2 separate regions of the Astyanax mexicanus genome follow, and region 2 is linked to region 1. A link is a contact called in public Hi-C data. All regions are on one chromosome and are shown on one strand. The core of a region is the stretch at or near the end of the contact, and the rest is flanking DNA. Distances in the headings are between cores, read along the strand shown.

Region 1 (5,750 bases), core at 1,097-3,596:
CTGTGTATCCAAAAGCAGATCAAAAATAGCTCTATGCATTCAAAACCCTAATAAACTGTGAAGAAGCCCATGCAAAATGAAGGAAACATCTGTCAAATATCAGATTTATGGCAATTCTGGAGGCCAGTGGAAAAGAGGAGTCTGGAGCTAAATCTGGCCTCACAGCAATCATGGAAAGTACAGCAGGAAAAGGAGGTGACTGGGAAACTCCTGGGAAATATGTGTACCATCGTAGAAAATTACATTTCCATGCCCTTTTCGAAACTGTTTGGTCTACACTGAGACTCGCAGAGCATGCTGAGCGATACACAGCCCAGTGTGAGCCATGTCACACTTCTACTGCATTTTCTGGGGCAAGAAAACACCTGGAGGCTTTAGGAAATTGAACCTATAGAGATGCGCCACTACTGTCCAAGCATGCAGGACTCCTGACACGTAAGCTTTTTAGGCTGTGCGCACCTCAGTTGGAGGCGGTTCACGGTGATCGTGCAGGTTTTGTTGCATGCGCACGGCTATGCAACTGTTATCACGGCCTGTCACCTGAACAGATCGGCCGTGTCAGGAACGTAAGGTGTTGTATGTTCCCTGCCAGGCAAGCGTAACAAAAATATCGACACGGGCCTCGATAAAAGACTTTAAAAGCGTCATAGAGCTTTTTATCAGGTGTACCATGAATTTTTGGCAGTACTTTTTTTCTACTTGAAGCAGAAAACCTATTTCTGCGTATTTTCCTCTCTAAAGAGTGTCCCAACACAGGCAAGGCTAGACTTTTTCCAACATACACTTTTTTTCCTTTTTTTTGTCCTGTTTTGCTCCCTTGACTTTGCGTTTGAGGCCGTGTTGTTCTGTTCTGTCCCAAGATCTCTTTCTACAACAACTGAACAGCACTCGTCTGTTCACACAAAACAATGCACACACCAACGTGCTGACTTTTTAGCACAGTTTTGCACATTAGGGTAGGGGTGACTTGAGGACTCTATGTTCTGGGTTCAATCTCAAGTCAAAAACAGTAAACACAGTAAAGATTGGAGCTGGAGATGTCTGGTGGTTTGGTTCTAGTTTCCCTAAAAGAATATCTGGCTATGTACATTTTATTTATTATATTTATTTATTGTCGGATCAAATAATTGCCAAAAAACAACAGGAATGCATCTTGGGTAACCTTGGTGAGTAGACAGATTATCATGTGACCAATGACCAAATGACCAATGCCAGATCATCTTTGGTCTTCATTGCAGAGACTTGACAGCCCAACATTACAGAACATTAATGAGTTTTGCAACCAGTGGTTCTCCCTTTTCTTTTCCACTTTTCAACAGGCCAGTGCTCATCCACACACTTGAGCTTGCCTTAGCCACAGATACTATGCCATAGCCAGCCAGATTGCCAGATCTACTGTATCTATCCCCAATTGAAACATTGAACATGTGTGTGAAGCTATTGGACACAATATCAACATCCATTTATTGTTCCTGGTCAGCTTTTTTTCTTTGTTCCAAACAGTATCGCAATTCGACACTTCCTTTTGGGTGCAACTACATGAGTGTATTTTTGGTGCATAATTACAGGATATGAAAACACATTATTTTGACTTGCATTACTACAAAGTGTGTTCCGCTCAATAAAGTCAACAGCACAAACTGTGAAAACTGCCTGCCCTGCCTGTTAAAAAAAAAGTCCTTAGAGGACTAGGTGTTTTGTTTTTGGATTGAATTGAATTGTTTTTTTTGTTTGTTTTTTGAACAGGGACATTGTGACTAACTGCCAGCATTTCCATTTGAACATGTCTGCAGCTGACAGCTCTGTAGAGGCTTTCCACTCAGAGGAAGCCAAGTGACCCAGAGACTGAAACATTTTTGCAGGGATTTCCAAGTGCAAACAAAATATAGTAGCCATCATGAGATCGGTCATGGGACACTTTTAGATCTGGGTTACATAAGGCTCTTGGGGGGGTCTTATGGATCCATGAAAAGCGACTGGACATAAACAAGAAGCCTAGTTCTTGCTCAGGAACATTCCTTCAGGGAGTGCTGGGCTCACAGTAGGCAGTTCTTTGATAAGGTCAGGCTCTTACTTGTGTGTATGACTGGTTGTGATTGCTGTGACTATTCATAGCCTCTCTTCAGCATGATTTAGAGCTTGTGAAGATTGTGGACCAGGCCCGTCTTCCTAATCCTATAATTCCCTCAGGTGAATTTTTGCACTGCGTGGAGGTTCTCGTGTTCTGTGGTGTGTCTGTGTTTGGCATGTCTGTATCAAAGGCCTTGGAGCAAGGCTGTCCGCCAAAGCCTGGACTTTTGCAGTCTTGTAAACAGGTTGTGTTGTGTGTGGCAGCACGCGGTCATGGCCATGTTTGTTTGGGCTCGGAATTAAGATCAAACTGTCTGAGAACATTAGCACCCGAGATGCGTGCTGATGAGCTCTGATCTGACCGGGCACGGCTGCAGTAAACAGAGTTTGATTTAATGTCTTCAATAGGTTCAGTGTTGGGCTGGATTGCTTAAATGTTTTTAATTTGTTATTCCTTGCACTTTCCTACTTTTTCGAGAAGCTTAAAATATAGATTGGACATGTTTACAGCTTTTAAGGAGACCGCTTCTTGACCTCATGGTCATGAATACACTTATTTGATAAAAATGAATGAACAAATAAATTTTGCTGTGAAACTGTGATCAGGTGTGTTCTGATTAGACACTTGGGGCTCTATCTTAAACCCTGCTCAAGGCATGTTGCGATGCTCATTCCTATCTTACACCCCGTCAACAGTCTATTTTTACGCCTTGCACCCGCGATGTTAAAATAGCATCTGAGTTTAGGAATATATCTACGCTGATTGTGCATGGTGGTCTGGAAGTGAGGTTTGCCGGCGGAAAACACAGGAGCTCCACTGATTGAAATGAACCTAGACAACAGTCAATCGACAGAGTCCGTTCCTATCTTAGCTACGCAGAGGAGCCATGCAACAATGAACAGAATAAAGAATGAAATAACATTGCTGTTTCCTTAAATGAGCTGCTGGCACACCTTCACAGTGTGAACACATAGGTCAGTATCCTCAGCTGAGACGCGCAAAAACGCTGAGCTGTTAAGATACCAACACACCAAAGTCAGAGAGGGAATGGGAACTGGCACAATTATTGTTTTTTTTTTAGTTTTTTGCCCAAAACAAACCCATTGTTAATTAAGGGAAAAAGTTCATGCACGTTTCAAGGCGTATTTTTTGGATCCTCAAAACACCAAAGACACTGGCATGCTCTAAATTGAAGCAAACCTATAGATCGCTGAAATGGCCCTAGATTATGCCACAAATTGCCATTAAACTGCGTCTCCTGCAACCCTATAAAAAGGTTCCTAAAGGCTACTCGGTAACACTTTACTTGGATGGTCCATTTTATGGCCTTGTTGATGCTCAACTGACATTCAACTAACACTGAATTGAATGTCCATTAAATTTAACTTAACCCTATGTTGAATGTAAATGACACAAAATAGAACCTAACCCTACACCTAACCCTAATCCTAACCCTTAATCAACCATAAAATCGAACCCTACACCTAACCCTTACCCTAACCTTAACCTAGTCCTAAAATCTAACCCTAAATCCAATCCTAAAATATTAAGATAAGCGTTTGGGTTAGAGTTGAATGTAGGGTTGTATTCAATAGAGAATAATTTACTTTCACCTTTTAGTTAATTTGCATTTAATAGACATGCAGTTGATTGTTAGTTGAATGTCAGTTGAGCATTAAAGAGGCCATCAAATGGACCATCCAAGTAAAGTGTTACCGGTTACTCTAGGGTAGTACACCTCTTGGTGAGACACATCTTGAAATATGTCTTTATGACACCACTTTCTGTGTGAAGGGGGGTGGTCCTTTCATCAAATTGTATGCCTGCCATCCATCAGTCAGCCATTGTCACCTTCAAAACACCTGGACAGCTATACTGGAATTGTATCATATTTAGCTACAAATACAGGTATTGTTTCGGATCCGACAAAACTCAGGTTCAAGTATGAAGGCCTTTTGATGAATGCTTCAATCCTGCCTTTGTTGTGGAGCAACACACTGCTCCATCTGCTGGTGTGATGATCTGTCATCATAGATATATGACAGTCAGTCACATAGTGATATGTGTTGCCACTCATGGCACGGCTTCCGACTGCCATTTTTTAGAAGGATAATGCTCACCCACACAACTGCAACACCTGCATGCAAATATAATGCAGGATTCCATAAAGAACGTGCATGCCTCCATGTCCAATCATATGTCATCTTCTATCTACTCTAAAATTGTAATCACTTTCATTATTATCATTATTACAGTCAGGCATAGGGTCAGTTTCCCAGACAGGGAACTAGACTCTGCTTCCTTTCAATGGAAAAACTTAATTCAAAATGCTGTGTTGTACAAAACTAGGATGAATCACTGTCCAGGAAACAGCCTCATAAAGTTTCATTTTATTCCAACAACTCTGTAAATTACTGTAAATGTGCTTACTTCAAAAAAGTCAGCTCTTTTAAGCTGACAGGTAAATAAAAGTAGGCGAAACTGGCACATAGCCATGGCATTTTCTGTAAATACTGTTTGTAGCAACTACTTATTCTGAGTAGTTTTTGAGTGTTTGAGACATTGTGTCAGGTGATCCAAATACGCCTCATATCTGCAAGTACTGTACATACAGCACTGAGCATATTTACTCAAGGACAAGAACAAAGAAATCAATTGTACGCAATAGACATGAAGGAATTTCATTCTCTAACTAATCTACTATTGATGGGAAGACCACTGGTGGGGTTTTCATTCTTATCAAAGCTTCTTCATTGATATATTATATATACCTGCTCTTCTAAAAAAACACAGCATACGTATATATAGTGCAGAAATCCCCAGCCAGCTTCTACACCTTCCCTCTGACCCGCACCATGCTAGGCTTCAGTTCTTAACCACACTCAGTAAATCCCACACCAGGAATCCGTTACTGCTCATGTGATCAAACTTCCTCAGAAATGTACAGAGCAGATGATGTTTTGCTGTGAGTGTTCACTGTTCAGTGTGACCACAAAGTCAGTGTTATGAAAGGAACGTGTCACTGGGTTGATGTCCAATGTTTGAACTTTCATGGTCCTGTTTTTGAGTGAAGTGTACAGTAGCATATCCACAGCATATCCATATTAGTTGTAAAGTCAGGTAGGAAATGTATTCAATGCAATTATATCAGCTGTAAAAATGTTTTATGATTTATTGTGTAGTTTTTAGGGATGCAACACATTTTTTGCAAATAGTCTACCAAAAACTGCAAAAAAGGATATCTGGTGTTTGCCTGGATGAGTGAAAATATTGCACAATTTGTGGTGAACAAAAAATATTTTATGTGTAACTTAATTTTTACACTTCATTTTTACACTACTTCAAACATAAAATTAAGTAAATCCTTTAGCACCTTCAGCATCACTCATCACACTTAGGCCCAATCCCAATTCACCCCTTGGCTCTACCCCTTACCCCTAACCCTACTGGGGGAAGGGATAGAGCTTGTTAGCCATTTATATGGCGATTTATCAGATGCACACTTCAAACCGAGAGGTATGAGATTAACTGTTAAGATGGAACAAGCACAAGTATTTTCCTTGTTAAAAGTGATGATTAGCACTATATTACCATAGTTTAATGTGTAGTTTCAACATTTTATGGATGATTTCTTAATAAAAAAACATAAAAAAAAGATTGCTAGTAGTTTTTTTCTCAG
Region 2 (5,750 bases), core at 1,344-3,843, 110 kb before region 1:
TGGCAGGGGCACCATGGCCTTTTTTTAGTTTTTAGATGACACATGGTATGTGCAATTTATTTGGTCTGCTTTGGTAACATGGGTGGAGGAAAAACACTGGTTCGAATGGTCCACTTCAACACACCCTGCTCAAACAGGAGGATACATGTAGCCTTGATCCATTCCATTAATGTGCTCAAAACTTATACAGGGTAGCTAGGTTGACTTTGTGTATATGGGATGTTTTAAAGAATATAAAACCTTAAACTAGCAGCTTGTGTCTTGAAAGGGTTTATTCCTAAAGTAGCTAAACCCATTTGGGTTTAATTTTTTTTTCAAATAAGCTTTTACTTAAATTTTGCTGTGCTTCAGGTTTGGTTAGTAGTGTAGTGGGTAACATCACTGCCTTCCATATGGCCTACTGGAGTTGATGCATCAGTCTATGCCAATATAGACCTGTAACATAAATAAAATGATAATGTATTTGTCTTTTAACACAGAGTTTAATAGCATTCACATTATGTTCATGCTTAGATCACTTGGCACAAAAACTAAGCTTAGCTATATAATTATGTAGTCTTCAAAGGTTCTTGATCGGCTAAATGAGGTGTATCTTTGGGTTAAAGGGGAAACTTCAAGAAGGTAGAGCTCCAGATATCTAGGAAAAGAGTTGATGAACACTAATGGGTCACATAAATTATTAGTCTGATTATTTGATTAGGAGTCTTTGGTTCTGTTTCTGGAGGTCTGAATGCTGAAGTTTGGTGATTTTCCCTGTGTGAACTCACCTGACCTCGACTTTGGGCGCGTTTGACGAGGGAAAACACCAAAATGTGAGTTGCTTTCAATATCACAAGAGCCTCACTTGGAATTATCACTGTTGCAATCTTCCTGGGTCTCACAAGGCTCTGCATTGGATGTCTGTAGAAGCTACAGCTGATAATCTCATGATTGTGGTCTCTCACACACAAGGTCACTAAAAGCTCCATTACTTTAGACTGTTAAACTGGACTGAACTTTTTTGCAAGACACTGGTCGTCAGTGGTGATTTCTAACCATATTTGTTTAGTGATACTAATTATTCTGTTCTGGAGTCCTGAAGTTTGATGAGTCTCCTCTTGAACACACCTGATTTAACTCATCACATCTCACAGATGTGTGTGAAAAGGGAATTCACCAAAATGGGCTGGATGTTGGCCCTCCAGTACTTTCACTGAATGAGTGCTTCTGTAGAGAGACATTTTTGGATATAAAATGCGTAAATCTGAAGAACCTTATACAGAACATTTACAGCAGGTCAATTTTATTCACATTCAATTCAAAATGCACAGTATCTTAGAAGCGAAGATTGTGTAAAACAGTGGAAAAATAGGACTTGTTTATATAATAGTTCTACTTATCATTTAGCATCGTCATCACAATGTGGGAATGCGCACTAGTCACGATAGTTTCGTGTTACACCTTTTTTTTCTTCTTGATACAAATGGAAACTATGCATTGTTATAATTTTCCATTACAGATCTATGTATCTGCCAAATATATAGCAAATTATATGTAGGAAGATATGATTTATTTAACTCCAAAAGTATTTTTTTTTAACAACACAAAATACAATAATGTGCAAACAAACATTTTTGGCATTTAACCCTACTGTTTTATCCAAAAGATGTCTGAGTCTAAATATTTCACTATTAACTCTAAACAATATTTAGTGCAATGGTGTTCCTTATCTGTAACAGGTGATGCTTCAATTAGTATAATACAAAAAATATACATGCTCAAACTTTTTTTAATGTTTCACTACTTTATTACTTTGGAAAGACCAACATATAAAACATCGGAGTTTTACAATACATTACATCTTTTTTAGTTTATGTTTTTTAGGGGATGGTTGCAAATATGTGATGAACCATATGTTGATTAAAGCAAGCAGTAGAAGTTTTATAGTGAAAAAAATATTTTAATTATTTTTTCTAGATCTTCAAACTTTAAAATGGGTCAAAATCATTTTTTCTGTTTAACCAGTTACAAAGTCACATATTATTTGAACACATTTGGCAAGAGAAAGCCAGTGTTTAAATGTGTTTAATTCCAGCAGCTCACCTGAAATACCATCATTATGAAATTATGAGAAAACTATAAATAATACTATAATAAGACTCCCACGAGAGAAGTAGTGATGAACTTAATATGTTTAGTGCATTTGTTTTATTTTTTGTATTTATTCTAATATTAATGTTTTACTGAGCTAATCAACACTTTCTGCCCAAATAGCTAGAACAGTTTTTGTATTATACCTGCTGCATACACTTAAACAGTATTATATATCATAGGATAAAATCTTTAACAATGTCAATTTCTTTTTTCAATATCGTGCAACCCTACACTTAATCACTTCTTCGACCACCAACTTCAACTGACCCTCTATGGCTCCCTTTAATGTAGTGTTATTTTGGTACCGAGCTGTAATTGTGGTATTAAGCTTGGTATATCAGTACTGCAGTCAGAATGCTGGCATCGTGACAACCCCCTAGTGAGGGAGTGAGACCCATTGCGTGTGAGTCTCTCTATGTTCACGGCGGAGGAGATCTCCATGTGCTGGCTCGCTGGATGAAACCAGAGCTGTCTAGGGATCCCTGGTGGCAGCTTTCCACGTAAGAACAAGAGCACCCCTTTTCAACAGCTCTCCTTATAGGGTCCACCATCCAGAGTATTTTCCAAAGGTTAGGGTGTTCAGCTATAGCTCTAGGAATGGCCATTAGCTCATGTTTCACATGGATTCAGACTTCAAAGCTTCTGGGTACAGTCTACCCAGAGATACAATGAGCTCTATTGACTGCTTGCGTTGGTGGGGTGGTGATGAGTGTTGTTGTAAAACTGGCAAATGTGCTGCTGAACATTGTTTAGCAGTGAGAGAGTGTGTACAAAACAATGGAAAAAAATAGGCCTCGGTTTCCTGTTGTGCTCAAATCCCAGGCTCTTCCATAAATGTCTCTGTTAGCATCTTGTTGCTTGACAAATGGAGGTGAAATGTAATGAAATTCTGTAGTTTAAAGACTAAAATGTCCAAAACTGCCGAAGTTCTCCAGACTTTTTGTCTTTTTCTACCATTTTATGAACCTTTCTCACAATATCAGACAACAATAGTCCAGTGGCGTGACTTATATTACAGTGAAAATAGCAATTTGCTTAAAATTTACTTTACATTTAATTAATTGTGTCCATTTTTAAAGCTTTTTAAAACCGTACTATAATATACTAAAGCATCTCAAAAAAATGTTCAAAAACATTTGAATATTATTAAAGCATGTTTATTTTTTTCACTAATTCACTTCAAAATGTGAAACTCATATATGATACAGATGTATTACACAATTAGTGATCTATTTTAACTGTTTATTTCTTTTATTGTCATATTATTATGGCTCACAGCCAATGAAAACTCAAAAATCATTGTCTCAGAACATTTTAGCAAGTGGGTAGTGTGCCAAGTCCTGCTGGAAAATGAAATCCGCATCTCCATAAAAGTTGTCAGCAGAGAGAAGCATAAAGTGTTGTAAGATTTTCTAGAACAATACACTGACTGGACTTGATAAAACACAGTGGATCAACAACAGCAGATGACATGTTTCTACAAACCATCACTGATCATCAGTACATTTTACATTTCATTTGGAAATCAAGGAACCAGAGTCTGGAGGAAGAGTGGAGAGACACACAGCCCAAGCTGCTTGAGGTCTAGTGTGAAGTTTCCACCAATCAGTGATGGTTTAGAGAGACATGTCATCTGCTGGTGTATTTCTAGTTCTTGCTTAACAAAATAACCCTTACGTTTCTATTGCATAGTTGACCATCAAACCTCCTGTTTAAAACCTGATCATCCCTCGTGTCACACTACAGGACAGCATTTTCATTATAAAACCTTTTTTTTGTGGTTGTTATTGTCATGATTGTAGGGTGATGATGATGATGATGATGATGAGGATGATTGTTTGGTGTCCCAGCCAGATCTCCCTTAAGACTTAAGACTCTGGTTAAGTTATATAACTGAAGGGTGGAGGACAGCTATGAAAAGTATTCTTATGAAATAAAGACTTAAGATTTGTTACTCATGAGAACTGAAGCTCCATTATGGTCTTAAATCCTTCACAAATTACTTCTGAAGCTGTGTGTTAATCAAATTCAGGGCCTTCAAATTGTTTTTGATTTATTTTGTAAATGGTTGTATTTCATACTTGATTCATATTACATCATACCACAGGACATTTAGCATTTTTGTCTTACAATAAAAAAAAAGAAAAAAAAAGCACATCTATCTAAATGGGAGCACTTCTAAAATACATTTTAATAAATATTTTGGAAACACCTTACATAGAGCATACAAATAATTGTACTTATGACAATTATAAACACTGTTAAATGGTTATGAAATGATTCCACTAATTACAGTATATACATTACCAGGGCTCTCAAGTTTTGAAATTTGGTGGGCGTGAGATTGGAGGGAGGGTTGGGGGTGCGCACAGTTCTTCTTCAGTTGTTCACCAAAATTCCACCCTCTTACTAGGTCTGCCTAACAACAGAGCGATCTATATTCTGATTGGCTCAACGAGAGCACATTATAATATGCAGCCGATGGATTGGCAAGCGTGAGAAATACCTTGTGTGGCGTGTGAGGTTCGTGTGTCACACGCTCAAAGCGTGAGACTTGAGAAAACTGTACATTACATAATAATAAGTTAGGCATTCTCCATTCTAGTTAAGTACTGTTAATTAATTTGTTCACTCATATGTACATTATGTTACCAAATGTTTGTAAGCATCATGTCACCCACCCACCTATCATCTACAGCTATGAAGAAAAGGACATTTAGTTCTGGCACTTCTGGCGTAAAAATGAAAGTAAATGGTGCAAATCCTCGATTACGATGTTAAAAAAAAGAGAAAAGAACATGAAATAAATAGTTTCGTTCCTCTCGCCACATAAAGTTTGGACGAGCGGAAATGGCTTTGATTGTTCTGGCTGGAATGCATGTTCTGATTGGGATGTCTGATGGTTTTCTGGCTTGGCCCTGTAGCTCAATCTTAGCCGGCCAGAAAGAGAAAGAAAGAAAGAAAGAGAGAGAGAGAGAGAGAGAGAGAGAGAGAGAAAAAGAGCAGCAAAGGCAAGAGCAACAGCTGGGAGATCTACACTGTTATGCAACTCTCCAACATCTGGTTTTAGTGTGGTGTGGTGGGCGGCTGTGGATATCGGAGCCCTGAATGAATGTGGTCAGGCTTGCATGCAACTGGATAGTTACGTACATTGCGCTGGGCCTTCTGCGTACCCGTAGACCCTGTTTGTCCCTTTGTGTAAATATAGCTTCATAGACGGCTGTTTGTGCGGGGAGCCGTGCTCGGCTGCATACGGCTGACATAATTTCCTAAACCTCCTCGTCTAAAGCGCTGTGGAAAAATCACGAGTGTTATATGATGTTTGCTCTGTGTTGGATGGTTAGATGGTTAAATGGTTCGTGCTTGGCTCTTGGCACAAACAGCCTTTCTCTGCCTCCCAGGTGCTTCCTGTGGTGGCAACATGAAATGGGAAAGGTGTTTACACCAGGGTCTAAAGTCATAGATGCACAAACATAAGTGCATAAACAGGCGCAGATTTTTTGGCTCGAGTCTGGGTGTTTATGAAAGGTTTCTAGAGGTGTTAAAGGGTCTCAAACGAGCAGCAAATGGTTCTACACACTCTAAAACAAAAAGGAGCCTATAGGTAAAATTATATA

The links. Hi-C and Micro-C count contacts between places; a contact is called where the count stands out from the background.
Region 2: a Hi-C map of muscle shows a contact between it and region 1, with 10 times the contacts expected there. The contact joins two enhancer-like sites. A contact is called at or near these places in 2 of 3 Hi-C or Micro-C datasets (both in muscle).

The regions. Positions count from the first base shown.
Region 1 is chr10:41,046,382-41,052,131 of AstMex3_surface, reverse strand. No RefSeq gene overlaps it. Among protein-coding and RNA genes, the nearest start is that of LOC125804836, 140 kb to the left of the region's middle. Within about 2 kb of position 2,346, the one cell type or tissue checked has an H3K27ac peak away from gene starts, as active enhancers do.
Region 2 is chr10:41,157,469-41,163,218 of AstMex3_surface, reverse strand. No RefSeq gene overlaps it. Among protein-coding and RNA genes, the nearest start is that of LOC125804836, 31 kb to the left of the region's middle. Within about 2 kb of position 2,593, the one cell type or tissue checked has an H3K27ac peak away from gene starts, as active enhancers do.